2 separate regions of the Hordeum vulgare genome follow, and region 2 is linked to region 1. Evidence: chromatin contacts called from public Hi-C data. All regions are on one chromosome and are shown on one strand. Each heading gives the region's core, a stretch centred on a gene start, on an enhancer-like site or on the middle of the called end of the contact. The rest is flanking DNA. Distances are from core to core; before and after follow the strand shown. Region 1 holds the start of LOC123449148 (nucleolar protein dao-5-like). Region 2 holds the start of LOC123449153 (peptidyl-tRNA hydrolase ICT1, mitochondrial).

The links. Hi-C and Micro-C count contacts between places; a contact is called where the count stands out from the background.
Region 2: a Hi-C map of seedling shows a contact between it and region 1, with 9 times the contacts expected there. The contact joins the promoter of LOC123449153 here to the promoter of LOC123449148 in region 1. A contact is called at or near these places in 3 of 6 Hi-C or Micro-C datasets (leaf and seedling) and 1 of 1 datasets of contacts at active chromatin or transcription factors (embryo).

The regions. Positions count from the first base shown.
Region 1 is chr4H:500,120,405-500,125,565 of MorexV3_pseudomolecules_assembly, reverse strand. It overlaps LOC123449148 (nucleolar protein dao-5-like), which reads left to right and starts at 1,322. Exons shown (of 7, transcript XM_045126252.1): 1 at 1,322-1,946; 2 at 2,268-2,357; 3 at 2,437-2,520; 4 at 2,590-2,757; 5 at 2,841-2,911; 6 at 4,701-4,992. The coding sequence starts at 1,596.
Region 2 is chr4H:500,815,817-500,821,054 of MorexV3_pseudomolecules_assembly, reverse strand. LOC123449153 (peptidyl-tRNA hydrolase ICT1, mitochondrial) reads left to right here and starts at 2,456. Exons shown (of 8, transcript XR_006631961.1): 1 at 2,456-2,859; 2 at 3,986-4,045.

The sequences.
Region 1 (5,161 bases), core at 73-2,572:
AATTGTTCATGTTTTCAAGTTTTGTTCGGGGGTTTCAAAAAATGTTTCCATTTTTCAAAAATATTTCCATATCCCAATTTTTATGTGAATTTTAAAAATGTTCCGGTTTCAAAAAAAATATTCATGTATTAAATTTTTGGGAGATTTAAAAAATATTTCCATATTATAGAAAATGATCATTTTTCAGAAAAATCTACTCCTTCTATAAGCTAATATAAGAGCATCTAGATCGCTACTTTAGTTAAAGACCTTCTCATTTCTGAATTTGATCACCAATTTAAAAAAATGTACATGTTTTCAAGTTTTGTTGGGAGTTTCAGTAAATGTTTCAATTTAAAGAATTGTTCACATATTCCAAAAAATGCTCATATTTGAATTTTTGTTTGGGAGTTTCAAAATATCTTTCCATTTCACAATTTGTCACAAATTTTCTAAAAATGTTCATGTTTTCAAATTTTGTTGAGAGTTTCAATAAATATTTCCATTTAACGAATTGTTCGCAAATTCCTAAAAAGGTTCATGTTTGAATTTTTGTTCGGGAGTTTCAAAATATGTACGCAAGTCTTTAAAACTGTTCATGTTTTCAAGTTTTTTTGGGGAGTTTCAAAATAGGTTCCCATTTTTAGAAAAATGTTTACATATCCATTTTTTAGAATTTGAAAATTATTCTGATTTCAAAAAAACATTCACGTTTTCTATTTCTGGGAGAATTTTAGAAAAAATCCCGTTTGCATTTTTCGAATTGGTTGAGTTTTTCAAAATTTATTCAGCATTTTCTATAAATGTTTGCTATTTCATACAACCTTCACGTTTTTTTTCTCAAAATAACATTTTGCATACAAAATTTAAAAAGTGTTTGGATGTGTGCTAGGTTTTGTTCTCAATATTTTGCGCTGCGTTATAAACCGGGTAACTCTCTACCTCGATTGGCTAGCCGTACTTCTTCGAAGTGTGTGGTCTCAGGTTCAAACCCTGTTGAGCGGAGTCTTTTTTTGGACCGCCTACTCAGGCCTTGTTCGGTTAATCCCAGACAGGAGGGGATTGAAGAGGATTGGAAGAGATTAAGGTGAAATTTGACTTGTAGGAGATTTAATCCCTCCCAATCCCTTCCCAACCCCTTCAATTCTCCAAGAACCGAACAAGCTCTCAGGAGTCTGTGCGTGCGGTCGACATTCTGCCTCAAAAGAGCACGCGGGGATTTGCCTTTCCCCTTCGGCAGTCCAGGCCGTCGAAGCCCGCCTGGCCCAACTTGAATCATAGTGGCGGCCCGGAAGGAATCAGACTATTTCTCGCTAGCCCAGATTAATACGGCCTTTGGTCATCCGGGATTGAACCCCTTCCGCTCTTTCCTTCCTCCGGACCACGGAGGGCAAGCGCCGCCGCCTCTGCCTATTCCCCATCGGCCGATAGGCGCAAGCGCCCCAGCGCCGCCATCCGACCGCCGGCGCTGGTGAGGGCATCCTTCATCCCTCCGTCTAAATCCTCTGTCGTTATTCCTCCTTGTCCACCAGCTCGGCCCCTCGGGTCTCTCTCCCATTTCCCCCCCAAAACCGACCGCGAAAAGCCGAAACCCTCGCCTCACCACCACCGCAGCAATGGCCGGAGAAGACGCCGCCGCCGCGCTTTCCGCAGGAACCGCGACGCTGCACAATCCTCTCAAGAAGGAAGTGGATGACGAAGACGACGAGGACAACGTGCCGCTGGCCTTCTCTCGACCCAAGAAGAAAGCGAGCGCGGCGAGTGCCTCCAAGGTCAAGAAGGAGGAGGAGGACGACGATGACGACGTTCCGCTTGCGCGTTCTCGGGCCAAAAAGGCGAGCAATGGGGGTGCAAAGAAGGAGAAAAAGATGGAGTACGAGGAGGATTACGAGGAGGAGGAAGAAGAAGACGACGACGACGAGGACGAATATGAGTACACTCCGATTTCGAGTTCAAGGGCCAAGAAGGTTTGTTCCAATTGTTTTATTGATTGAATTGATTGATATTTTTGTATTTCTTATGAGCCTACTGTCAATCGCTGAGGATTCGTAAACGCGTAGGCCAATTCTTTTCTTAGATCTGGACATGTCTCCGTACAACGTTTTCAATTAGGCTAAAAACGGGAGGGTGGTCTGTTCAAGCTACGAACATTGATTCATAGCATATCCATTTTATTTTATTTTCTTATGGGAAAATTACCTTCAACTGGGAGATGTTTTAGATTTTATCTACTGGTTTCTTCCAGTCTTTCTTGCCTAGTATAAAGATAACATTGCTCTGTCTTTTAGGGAAATGAGAAGCAGAAAAGCACTAGCAATAGCAAGGTGAAGACTTCTAAAGTAAAGAAAGAAGAAACCGGTTCCGATGATGAATGCAAGGTTGCAATTATTCTTCTCTTGTTCCAGATTTATTTTCGTTGAATTCTATTGTTGAGGTTAGTAGGTGTGGATATTTCAGCCAAAATCACAGAAGAGAAGTGCAGCTGCGAGTAAGCCCAAGGTCTCCAAGACTAAGAAACCAAAAGATGAATATGATACAAAGGTATGCCATTTTCGTGATTTATGTTTGTTGTTTGTTTAGTTGCTAAATTATCATCTTGATTCGTTGAAGGAGGAAAAGAAAATAAAGAAGGAAGTTGGTATCAAGAAAGCTGAAAAGAAGGCTGCTGGGGTGAAGAAGGAGGGGGCTGCTGAGGTGAAGAAGGAGGGGGCTGCTGCGGTGAAGAAGGAGAGGAAGGTGTATGAATTGCCAGGGCAGAAACATGATCCTCCTCCTGAAGTATAACCATTATGACATCTCACTATCTGATATGTTCTGATTCCTTTCATGCGGAGCAATAATCCTTTTCCTTCTTGTTACAGAGGGATCCACTGAGGATATTTTATGAATCACTCTATGAGCAGGTGCCCGATAGTGAAATGGCTGCATTCTGGTGAGATACCACATCTATGAAACACGGTATCTTTTTTTGTACCTACCCAACTAGGTATAATGGTACCTTGTACAGGGTATTTAAACCAACTTGTTGCTTCAAGAATCACAGCAGCCCCCCCCCCCCCTGAATTTTAGCTGGATATGTATTTTTTATTTTTTGGAATAAGTTGGAGAATTCTCCACCTCATAATTTCATGAACTTAAGGAACCCTAACCTATCTCCAAAACTTAACTCCCAATAATTTCTGGGTATTGAGAGGTAACTGAGCCATCCCCTAAACTTGGCTCCCATTTTTCTGTCTAATTCACACCTCCTTTTGCATAAAAAGGTTACATTTCCGCTATATTTCCACATTATTACAAGAAAACGAAAATATCTTTTGCCCATTTTGCCTATTGGGTGGGAGGCAAGAGCTTGCCACGGCGGCCGTGGGGGCTGGAGGGGGGGGGGGGGCATGACCGATTCCCGGCCTCAACGACGCTGAAGGCTGCTTCTTGGCTTGGGAGGTGGGGGTGGTTCAGCGCGGCGGCTGTGGCAGCCCGAACTCTGGCTTGATGGCTTGGGAGGCAGAGATAGGTGGCGGCGTGGCTCGAGCCGACGACATGGCCGGTGTTGTTGCCGTCGGCAACTTTGGTGGCGGCGGGAGGTGACGGAGAAGGAAACTTTCTCCCGCCAAAAAAAGTATTGGGAGGGAGCAATACCTCCCAAAGCTGTTTTTTGGGAGCTATCGAAAATTTCACGGGAGTTCGAAGGAGTACTGGGGATGGGTTAGGTGGGTCTAACTCCCAACCATGGCAATTTTTGTCGAGGTAAGGATTTTTGGGGATGGGTTAGAGTTCCTCTTAGAAGCTGGGAAACTAGATAATATAAATGGAAACACATTCATATTTATATACATGTTCTCTAAATTTGATATAATACTGAACTTACTACAATTAATCATATAGCACAATACTTATACCACTGTGCTCGAATGATAATGCAATTCTGTGTTTGTGGAACATCAGCAATCTGAAATTGTTAAACTATTTCTGAACACAATAAAGTGATCACTGTGTCTTGCACTAACATGAAGCTATTATGATCGGTGGCTGTAGATTAATGCAATATCAAAGGTGAACCAAGTTTAGTTAAAACTTGAAAGGACCTGAATATTTAATCTCCACTCATTTATGGTGTTAAATAATGAAGGGCAGCTACAGAATCTGAATGGTTATTTGCTTACGCCGATAATAAAATCCTGGCTTAGTAGTCTGTGTTTTCCAAAAACTGGTATGTGGCTTGGTGCAGGTCCCATATAAGAACATTTTTAGCACACATTACTGTTGAACACTTGAACTATAAAGCAGCTTGGTGGTGTGAGTGTTGTTTGTGTAGGCTGTATGCTTCTGCCCTGTACCTCTCAATTTCTGTTATGAAACGAGTTCTGCTGCTTGCAGCCGAGGTCCATTTTTCTTGGGTAAACATGAGTGCCATAAGTCAGTTGTGACCTTGTTTCACTAGTTAACAAATCTTGCTGGTTTGTACTCCCTCTGTACCACAATACTTGTCGCCGGGGGAACTTGTACTGGTTTTCTCCAACGACAAGTATTTAGGTACAGAGGGAGTAGTTAGGTTTCCACTTACCAGTCGCTCCTGATCGAATCATACACTAGCATAATATTTCATTCTGGCACTAATTACTTGTAGCTTGTGTGTTTGAATTGTTATTCATCTAATGTATGGTTTGTTGCATACACTAATATTTCCTCTGATGTAAAGTAAGTAACCGTTTGGATGTACATAGGTTGATGGAATGGGGTTTGCTACCGCTGGATGTGGCTACAGAGGTCTTTGCAAAGAGACAGGCTCTGAAACTGAAGTCCCCTGTCAAACCACCTTCTGCACCGAGAAGGGCAAGTTCTCCAACCAAGGTACGGCTGTTAGGTGACAAGAAAACCAACTCAGGTACAAAGGGAAAACCCATGGCGCCAAAGAAGAGGAAGGCATCTAGCGACACAGATGACGATGACGACGATGGCTTTGTCAAAACCAACTCAGCCACAAAGGGAAAAACCACAGCACAAAAGAAGAGGAAGGCATCTAGCGACACAGATGACGACGATGATGATGACTTTGTCAAAACCAACTCAGCCACAAAGGGAAAAACCACAGCACAAAAGAAGAGGAAGGCATCTAGCGACACAGATGACGATGATGATGATGACTTTGTCAAGACCAACTCAGCCACAAAGGGAAAAACCACAG
Region 2 (5,238 bases), core at 1,207-3,706, 690 kb before region 1:
TTATCAACTTTTTTAATCCAATGAAACTGATGTTGTAACACATTGGCATGCTATGACAAAAAATGATGAGAAAATATTACATCTCCTCTTACTGCAAATCAACACCAAAAAATATATAGCACGATACATGCACTATATAAGAGATGCAAATCCTGATAATAAGTTCATGCATAAAGCAACCCGATTTGACCTCGTGTGTACAAGCGTTTTCTCTTCATTTTTTGTTTAATTTATTGCTTTATAATTTTTTTTAAAAATGAAACATGTATAGGAATTTTGTAATCATGTGTAAGGAAAATGGTAAGATATTTTGAAAATGTCATATATTTAATAACGTACCAGCCATTTAAACAATGTTTACAAAATGTACAAAAAATATTCGTCTAATTCAGGATAACTCGTAAATAAATGTTCATGGGTTTCAAAAAGTTTTTATGACATTTTCAAAAATATGCTACAACCACAACGGAAATAAAATGTTGCATACTTTAAAAATAAAATTCCTAACAATAAAATAATTTACGTGACATTTTAAAGAAATATTCTGACGATTCCAAAAATGTATGTGGTATTTAGAATATATAATGTGAAACCATATATTCCCATAGGAACAAATGTTTATTTCCACTAAAAATATATACAAAGTATAGTTTGAAAAAAATGTAACTTTGTATTCATAAAATGTATTTTTTAAAATATACATCATGTACTTAAAAAAATCCAAAGTGTATCATAAAAAAGTTCACATGTATTCTAAAAATATATTTTGTACTGCAAAAAATCGGACATGTGTGGACAAAAGGGGAAACCAAAAAAATCGGCAAAGAAAACGATGAAAAACATGGATAACAATGAAAAACGAAGCAAAATAATTATTTTTTGAAGAAACCAAGTATAACAAAAATAACGAGCCTACGAAGAGGGGCAATCGAAACCTCTCTAAATGTCTTTTATTTGCGGAAGACTGCTAGATGTCGCCCACAACTTTCTTTTGTTGAGAAAAGTATAGATTTCCCCTCAATTTCGGCTATTGGCATCAAATACCTTCTCAACTTTAAAACAAGTTTCTTAGGCCCCTAAATTGTGGCAAACCAGAAAAATCTCCACCCCCAATGGTTTTGGACATGATTTGTGGCGGCATTGCCTTTGACTGTGCTAACTGGTTTTGATGACGTGCCATCCCCAATTGAAGAACACCTGCCGTCGCTCTTGCCTCGCTTGTCATTCAAGAAGCTCCCCAGACGAGGGTCTTTAACTGGAGAAAGAATAAAACAAAAGAAAAACAAAGTTAGTATGCACAAGCAGTGTGATGTCCTAGTGGTTGGTGCACTGCTATGGGACAATTGAGGTCCAAAGTTTGAATTTGTCGCCATGCATGTTTCTTTTTGTAGTTTTAACACACACAAAAAAAGTCAGCCCCAGCGCGAAGGGGTGTATGCAAACCACCTGGCCACCCAACGGGCCTGGTATCTTATAACCTTTTACTTTTTTCTTCTTCTTTTTTCTTTTCAATTGTTTCCTTTTTCATTTCTACTTTTTCTTTTTCATGGTTCAATGAACTATTCTTCAAATTGATGAACTTTTTTTGAAAATTTGATGAACCTTTTTAAAATTTTGATGAAGTTTTTTTTGAATTGCATGAACTGTTTTTTCAATTTCAATGATCTTTTTTACAGATAATTTGTTTCAAAATTGATGAACGTTTTTTAAATTGAATGAACTTTTTTTCAAATGGATGAACTTTTCCAAATCGGTGAGCTTTTTAAATTCGATGATTTTTATTCAAAGTTGATGATTTTTTTGCAAATTCGATGATTCCTTTTTAAATTTTGTTTCAAAATTGATTAAGTTATTTCAAAATCGATGAACTTTTTTTGAAATAAGTTTTTTGAAATTCAACAAACTGTTTTCATTAAAAAACTTTTTCCAAAAAATATATATAATTACTCAAAATTCTCAGTGACATAGTAAATGACTGAGTAATATATAGCGCGGCTGCATTAGTTCTAAAATAACCCGAGTTGCAATATTTCTGTAGCGTTTTGACAGACTGACACTGTAGTAATCCCTCCATTTTAAAATTATTGTCTTAGGTTTGTTTAGATATTGATGTGTCTAAATACTAAAACTTGAGTAGACACATTCATATCTAGATAAATCTAAGATAAGAATTTTAGAACCAAGGGAGTAGTTAGCTAAGCAATTACAGGGATGTGCGGCGCGAGCCCTATTCCCCGTAGTGCGAATATTTTCGGTGGTTTTGTCGCGCTATAATTCTGTGTACTGCGTTGCGCGTTCATGGGCCGTCCTACTAGTGGCTGCACTGGGCGCGAGTACGCTTCCGCGGCGCTTAACGCGCCAAATATAGCCGGGGTGATTTTGTTTTTTTGTTGGAGAAACTACTCTGTGCTTGCTACCTCTAATATTTGCCCGTGAGCGAGCAGATCACCACCGAAGCCCTTTAAGCCCAAAGGAATTTCTACCTCTTCTTCTTCACCTTGCTGCCGTATGCCCACCGTGGCCATTCCGGTCGTCTCGTCGCTCGACACTCGGCTCCCTCCACAGAAAGGCTAATGGCGACCGCCATGCGGAGCACCCGCCTCCTACGGCTCGGCTTCCGTCACGTCCCTTCTCTCCTCTTCCGAGGACCCCTGTTCCCCTCCCCGAGCCCGGGCCTGGGCCTGGGCCTGAGCGTTGGCAGGGTCGGGTTGGTCCACCTCCGATGCTCGGCGGCCGAGGCCGGCGACGGCAGGGGTAAGAAGGTGTCAGCGCGACTAGCGCTGGCACAGCAGGTGATGCGCGACGCCGAGGAACGCGCAGCCTCAGCCGGCTCTGATCCCGCCCCCAAGATCACCATGGGTAACGCACTCCAACCGCCCTAATTGCCCCCATTGGTACATCAAATCCGAATTGATGGCCGCATGCTCTAGAAATAGAGTAGTAAGTAAAACTGTTTCAATCCTAGCAAAGTTCCGTATTAAGAATTAGAGTTTTTAATTTGTAGCTTATGACTAGAAACATAGAAGATGGGGATCACGAGGTACCGTATTTGCTAAAGGCTCGGGAGGATTACAATTCCTCTGCAGTAAAAATGTAATTTATGGAGCACGAAATGGGCACCTGATGTAGGTCCATAAGTCCATTCTACCTAGCCATCTAGCCCCCAGGGAGTTGGCCCTCCTGATTGCTCATTCAAGTATATGTGTATCTGCTACTCATGCATACATTTCATGCTAAGGACATCGTTCTGCTGGCATTTACATAGCGCCCTAGAATTTTTAAGCTGGCGGTGTGGTGAATGCGAGCTTTGAAGTTGATTTGGTTGCTCTGTTGCCAATCTGCTTTTATTAAGCAGAAACCGGTACTGTGGAAAGCAAGTTAATTAAGCTTGACAAGTAGCTAGGCTTGCTTGCCTTATAGCTTGAAGCAAAAAAGAAGAAATAAATATTAGGTACAGATGTGAGGCAATAGTGAACTTTTGGTTAGTAAACTGCTTTATCTAACCTGTAAGTTCATGTAAGATGTGATGGAGCATCTGGCCTGATTTTTGCAAGTTGCAAGTAAAATGCATATTCTTGTCACGACTTGTTTCAGGTATTTGACTATGTACTGGAATAAGGAAAATAGTTTGAAGAAGTCGCTAAACTGCGATCATATATATAGCATACATTACAACTATTTATGTCAGCGGTCAGTAGCGGAGCTACAACAAAAAACCAGGGCAGGCCAATCTAAGCTTCATTTTTTTCACTCGTACATAGGCATTGTTTTTGCTTATCAACTAGTCTATTACTCATGCATATGTTTTGGATTGAGCGGGCCATGGCACAGTTTAGCCCTCACATAACTGTGCCAGTGTCAACAGTATTAGATCTGTATTCTGTATCCCAGTGATATTTCTAAATGTTTGATTCCTGATGACTATGTATCGAATCGTTACGTGGGTTGCCAAGCTGTTCTGAAATAGCCCACTTTATGTGTGCAGATCATGTTACTGTTAGTTTTGCAAGAAGTGGGGGTGCAGGTGGTCAGAATGTTAATAAAGGTTTGCTGTCTGTACATTCTCCTTATTTATCACTGCATTGGTGTTTTTGCCTAGTATATCTGAATTGTTGATGGTTCGGCATTGTGAAACTAATGAGTGATTTGTTTTGTTAACCAATTCCAATTTAGCAGTAGCATGTTTTGTTTCATCACTTGTTATGTTCAAATCATTGTTGTTGGCCTATCGATGGGGTGTTTTATTTGAGGTATCACCTTGTCCTAGGATGGGTGAGCCCATCATGCAATGGCCCAGTTGTCAAAACAAAAAAATCATGGAATGGTCCATTAAATTTATATTCGGGTGGGGTTAATAGAAAATTAGAGTTGTGGAGACAGACTTTAGAATCTAAAGCTTTTAGGCGTAGTAGAACTAAAACTGAGTACATGAGATGTTGTTTCATTACTACTAGGCACGAGGGGGAGGAAGTTCTGCAGAAGGATGGTGATATCGATGAAGATATGAACCATCGAACCAAAGCTGGATGGATAAAGTGGCGCCAAGCTTATGGCATTCTCTGTGATAAGAGAGTGCCACAAAAGCTAAGATGCAGGTTCTATCGGATGGCGATCCGACCTGCGATGCTGTATAGTGCTGAATGTTGGCCAGCTAAAAGGTGACATGTCCAACAGCTAGGTGTAGCAGAGATGCTTATATTGAGATGGATATGTAGCCACACAAGAAAGGATCGGGTCCGGAATGATGATATATGTGATAGAGTTGGTGTGGCACCGATTGAAGAGAAGCTTGTCCAACATCGTCTGAGATGGTTTGTGCATATTCAGCGCAGGCCTCCAGAAGCGTCATTACATAGGTTAAGGCGTGCTGATAATGTCAAGAGAGGTCGGGGTAGACCAATCTTGACATGGGAGGAGTTCGTAAAATGGGATCTGACGGACTGGAATATCACCAAAGATTTAGCCATGGACAGGGTGCGTGCAAGTTAGCTATCCACGTGCCAGAACCATGACATCGTTTCGATATCTTATGGGTTTCAACGCTAGCCTACCCCAACTTGTTTGGGGCTGAAAAGCTTTGTTGTTGTTGTTGTTGTATATTCCATTCGTCAAACCAAAGCGGGTTGGATTCGGAGCTAGGATGGTCCATCCATTCACCGTTAAGTCCCTCAAACCAGATTCCCTGTGTCTTATATTAAGGATGTCCAGATAGTGATTACTTAAGGATGTTGATATTAC